Linked DNA regions of Sus scrofa: region 1 is linked to region 2. A link is a contact called in public HiChIP or PLAC-seq data. All regions are on one chromosome and are shown on one strand. The core of a region is the stretch at or near the end of the contact, and the rest is flanking DNA. Distances in the headings are between cores, read along the strand shown.

Region 1 (2,717 bases), core at 116-2,615, 140 kb after region 2:
CTCGCCCTAATCAAAGTGGCCAACCCACAGATACAAAGTGAGAAGTTTCTATTATACTCAGTACCAGGAATAGCTACGCTCAAAGAATACAGCCTTTCCCTAGCACTTTCATCCACCTACGGGAAAAGGTAATTAGCAGGTTCAGGTATTCACAAAGGTTAAGATTTTTATGTAAGGAAAGAAAAACTCCACCCCATCAGACACCTGGCATAAAGAGGAAGTAAGTTAACAGAGGTCTCTGGCCAGGGTACACACCTGGAGTCAAGAAACTGGCTGCCAGGGATGTAACAGAAACAGATCATGCTTGCAAATGTTTCTGAGTTCCTAAGAGGACTGGCACGAAACGTGTTTGTTATTATCATCATTATTCGTTATTTCTGAGGCACCACCGGCTACATAACCCACTTAAAAGGCAGAGAAATCTGAAGCTGTCTGATACATTTCAAAGGATAAGGTAACACTCTCCAGGTAGCCAAGACCTATAAATAGGTTTTAAAAAGCATTGGCTCCTTTTCTAAAAGCCAACTCTGACTATTAAAGAAAAATCATGGAAATCAGTTCTCTAGTTAATTTGTAACCCCAAACCTTTGACAATAACTTTGACAACATGACAGTAAGTTAACTAAAGTTGGTATGGGTATCTCTATCAAATTCTAACCTTTCTGGGGCCAGAAGCTGGAGCGAGTAGTTAATTCTACATAGCACCTCTCATCATGCCCTGTGTAAAGTGGAGCTTAACACCAGAAAAAGACTGACAATACCTGGAATACTTTCAGGCTTTTTTTTGCTTGCTTACTGTATTTCAATTTAGGTTTTTTTTTTTTTTTTTTTTTTTTTTTAATGATTATACAGAACACATCAACATCTGCCGAATTACAAATTAATCAAATGCAATGGGAAATATGTAAATTCCAGGCCCTTTCCAGTGCTCTTACAATCTGTTCTCTTGGAAGGAATTCACGAGCTGTAATTCTCGAGGAGATTCTCATCTGTAGGTTTTAAGATTTTGCATCATGCACGTGGGCTATCCACAGCACGAGTTCTGTAGCCAGAGTAATCTGCTGAAATACCACTTTCTTCATGATACTATCCTGATTCATCCACCCAAATCAGTTATTTAGCATTGTTCTAGGTGCCATGGACAGAGCAGTGAACAAAATCAAGTCCCTAGCCTCTGAGAGCTTATATTTTCTGGGGGATGATAGACAGGCAGACAAGCATGCTGTGTCAGAGTAGGACGGTCACTCAGTGGCCTGAGGCAAAAGCTAGGGGGAGGGAGGAGGTGAAGTTTACACTGGGCTACCTCAAGGTCCTCCAGGCTTGCTCTGGGCTCCTCCCCTTGGCCTCCCTAGCACCCAGGAAGTCATAACAACCAGGACAACACACATCTGTTCATATCTCTCTCCTGCTGAGACTCTGCGGGGGTTCCCCCACTTGTCAAAAAGACCTGGGTTAAACAAGAACCTCATTCACCTTCCTCCTGGACGGCTCCCAGTAAAAATGAGTCAGTTGGACCTCACAACACCCTGTGCCCACCACAATCTCGGCTCCCTATGTGCATGTGTATCTGTGGACGATGTGTCTCCACAACGGACTGCATTTTCCACGAGGTGCTAACTCCGTCTGTTTTGCTCACCAATACTCACTCCGAGTCCAGCACAGCGCCACCACACAGCACATGCTGAGGGAGCTCCCTTCTGCCCATGGGGCCTCCCTCTGCAGGGTCTGGCCCGCACCCCCTGCCCAGTGGCCCCTCCCGGTCACACCCCCTGCCCAGTGGCTCCTCCCGGTCACCCAAGTCCTTGTACAGGTGTGTTATCGTCCTTTTTTCCTCAGTTTATGCTTCCTCCTGTCCCACCTCCCTTCTCCGCCCCCCGCCCCGTCATTTAAAATCAGACCATACAGCTTTGTAAATTAACTGACTGTACCTTTTCCCAGGTTTGCTTCACTGTAGAGAGCTGGCCTCACTGAAAAGGAAGGTCTATTACAAACTGAAAAAGAGGAACCCAGGAGCCAGGCTCCTGCACTGCAGTCCCAGTTCCCATGCTAAGTAGAGTGTGACGCCATCTCTCTACAAGTCCTTTCTTTGTCCTGGCCTCAGTTTCCCCTTTTCGGATCAGAGAGAAATGCATTAGCATATCCCAACTTCCTTTCAAGTTCATAAGGTCTAGGACCGCACCCTTCCCAAGAAAGGGGACGGCTGGCCCGAAAGAATACAATTGAGGGGTGTGTGAGGGCAACACCACTTACCATTAAGCAAAAGAGGGACTAGAAAAGTCTGTGCCATGCCTACCACAACCACAGACTTCTGGCTTATCTCTGAAGAGGGGAGTTTTAAAAAGCACATAAACAGGAGTTCCTGTCGTGGCTCAGCAGTTAACAAAATCTACTGGCATCCATGAAGACATGGATCTGATCCCTGGCCTCACTCAACGGGTTAAGGATCCGGCGTTGCCATGAACCGTGCTGTAGGTCACAAGCGGCTTGGATCTCAAGTTGCTATGGCTGTGGTATAGGCCAGTTGCTGCGGCTCCAATTCAACCCTTAGCCTGGGAACCTCCATATGCCACCGGTGCGGCCCTAAAAAGACAAAAAAAAAAAAGCACATACACAAATAAACAACTTGGCATAGCCCTCCTCACATAACAGAAATTCCCAAATAAAATCTGTTCTACCTGAGCCTGCTAAAGAGAATTTCCCTTCCACCTGCTGCTGAG
Region 2 (2,700 bases), core at 88-2,587:
GGCAACTGCAGTACTGTAGCAATGTCTCCAAACATTGGGTCTTACACAAGTAGAAGGTCTGTTGATAACCATCTAGCATCCTGACGGTGAGTTTTTTGGTTTTTGTCACAAGGGCACCTGAGTTCCCAGACCAGGGGTCAGATCTGAGCTGCAGTTGCAACCTAAGTTGCACCTTCTGCAGCTGCCAGATCTGTTTGAGGAGGATCCTTTATTCTAGTTTTGCTCATTTGCACCCAAGCATGACTTCACTAACTGTGGATATTTTTACCTCTCAACATAGTTGTGCTCTCATTTAACAGTTCATGACATGGCCTGCTGAGCTCAAAGTTCACTCTCACAGATGGTGCTACAATATGTAATTCTCAGTTGAACAAAAACCCTGCACATGTGAGAAGAGTCTGGGATACAGGTTGAGAACCACGGTGAAAATCGGGTTGAGAATTAAGGCATGAAACACTCTGCATGTATGGAAACAAGTTCTTTTAAAATCTAAATGTCTTTGATAGAATCAAGACATTGAGAGTATAAGTATCTTAGTATGTATGACTGATTATCATCCTCAAATTCCACTCATCGCTTTCGTATACTCCATGTAATTGCTTCGCGTCCTTTCTTCGTAACATTGTATGAAGGATTGAAGGAAACCAGGCAAGACCAAACATTTTCAAGCCTTTTTCACCTCAAAGTACTGAAAAACATATATCTTCCTAATGTTATTTATTGAACAATTGTTAAATTACAGGCGCACTAAGCCTTTTACATAAATTATACCATGTAAATTACATCTTCTTTCATCCTCGTAATTCACAAGAATTTTACCTGGATTCCACGTCGGATACCGTTTGTGTGAAATACTACACATCACACAAAAGTCTATTAGGAAGAGCTAAAGGGACAAGTCACTCAAAGTTCCCGCGGCCCTTAGCCATTTTTGTAGACTGTAGCCGACAAACCGAAAGAACAAAGCTCAGGCCCTTTCGATAGCTATAAATCGAAAAGATTTCCATTCAAGCTCAGCTTGGTTACCATTTTGCAGCGGTATGCTTGCTGCTCTGAAGAAAGTCTCTCGATTTTTCAACGAGATGAGTAAGACCCAGACTCTATCCTTAAACACAGCTCTCAGCGCTCAACAGCTCCTGGACTGAGGCTGTGGTCTTAAAAAGCCTCAGAACCCAAGAGGTAGAATAAAGCGGCGGGCGTTAGGGCCAAGAAAGCGGCAGACAGCTGACGATTCTAGTTTCCGGGTTTGGCGTAAGGTCGGCGGCCCGGGTCACGTGAACACGCCGTCACGTGACTGCGCCCGTGGGCTCTGCTGGGGAAAAGCCGATTCAGTTGGATCGAGGGGGGAGTAGGGGGCGGTGGGGCAAGATGGCGGCGCACCTATCCTATGGGCGAGTTAACCTGAACGTGCTGCGCGAGGCGGTGCGTCGCGAGCTGCGAGAGTTCCTGGACAAGTGCGCGGGAAGCAAGGTGAGGGACAGTGCGCGGCGACACCGCCCTCCAGCGCCGTCCGACTTGGCCTAACCCGGTCCTTGACCGCCTGAGCTCCGGGTGTACGAGGTCCCCTGGGGCTTCCAGAGAGGAGAGCCGGCGGGTATGATGAGGCGGGGAGAGGGGACAGCTGGTGGGGCCTGGGGCATCCAGCCTGGATTCTGCGTGGCATCGCGATTGTTTCGTGGAAGCGGAATAAGCCACTGTGCTACCTTAGTCCCTCACGAATCAGCTTGTGTCAGTGCCATTCAGGTCCAGAGGGGCGAATCCGGTGCCACCCCCACCCCTACACACTGTTGAGGCGGGCCGGCCCGAGGACGTAGATGATCCAGTGTCCATTCATTACAAAGATCATACGTGTGGTTAGAAACCATACCTTTGAAAGTCTGAAGCACCACTGTCTTACAACCTTTTCTTCACATGGATTATGAGAAGTGGTAGCATTTGAGGGTTTTTTTTTTTTTTTTTTTGTCTTTTTGCTATTTCTTTGACCGCTCCCGCGGCATATGGAGGTTCCCAGGCTAGGGGTCTAATCAGAGCTGTGGCCACCAGCCTACGCCAGAGCCACAGCAACGCAGGATCCGAGCCGCGTCTGCAATCTACACCACAGCTCACGGCAACGCCAGATCCTTAACCCACTGAGCAAGGGCAGGGACCAAACCCTCAACCTCATGGTTCCTAGTCGGATTCGTTAACCACTGCGCCATGACGGGAACTCCAGCATTTGAGGTTTTTAACGTCAGCCTCTCGAAACAGAATTGTTTCTCCTGTTAGACATTTTTTTTTTTTTCCTGGCCACCCTGGGGCATGTGGAAGTTTTTGAGCCAGGGATCAAACTTTCACCACAGCAGCAGCGTGAGCCCTGCAGTGACAATGCCAGCTCTTTAACCGCTGCACCACATGGGAACTTCCAGTTAGACATTAATTAGCATCCAGCTCACAATGGAATGGGAAACATAGTAGGTAAGGGACTTCCCAGCATTTCGTTTAAGTGGTATTACCTTGACCCTCTCTCCTTATGATTTATCAGTCCCCATAAAGTAACTGGCAATAAAGCTCTGAAGAGAAAAGGAAAATTGGGAAAACTCTGAAACGAATATTAGAAAGAATAGCACTCTGTGGAGTTCCTTTTGTGGCCCAGAGGTAAGGAACCTGACTAGCATCCATGAGGATGTGAGTTGGATCCCTGGCCCTGCTCAGTGGGTTAAG

The links. HiChIP or PLAC-seq counts read pairs in DNA pulled down with a chosen protein or histone mark.
Region 1: a contact with region 2 is called in an H3K27ac HiChIP or PLAC-seq map of alveolar macrophages. The contact joins the enhancer-like site here to the promoter of VPS33A in region 2. A contact is called at or near these places in 2 of 5 promoter capture datasets (fetal liver and fetal skeletal muscle), 8 of 47 Hi-C or Micro-C datasets (embryonic fibroblasts, epiblast stem cells, heart right ventricle and 4 more) and 1 of 2 datasets of contacts at active chromatin or transcription factors (alveolar macrophages).

Annotation. Positions count from the first base shown.
Region 1 is chr14:30,603,341-30,606,057 of Sscrofa11.1, forward strand. The region is part of intron 1 of MLXIP (MLX-interacting protein); the gene reads right to left. Among named protein-coding and RNA genes, the nearest start is that of MLXIP, 42 kb to the right of the region's middle. Within about 2 kb of position 1,366, at least 28 of the 83 cell types and tissues checked have an H3K27ac peak or open chromatin away from gene starts, as enhancers often do. A contact at or near this core is called in alveolar macrophages, fetal liver, retroperitoneal adipose tissue and 1 more, where this site is marked.
Region 2 is chr14:30,467,711-30,470,410 of Sscrofa11.1, forward strand. It overlaps VPS33A (VPS33A, CORVET/HOPS core subunit), which reads left to right and starts at 1,338. Exons shown (of 13, transcript NM_001098604.1): 1 at 1,338-1,470. The coding sequence starts at 1,369.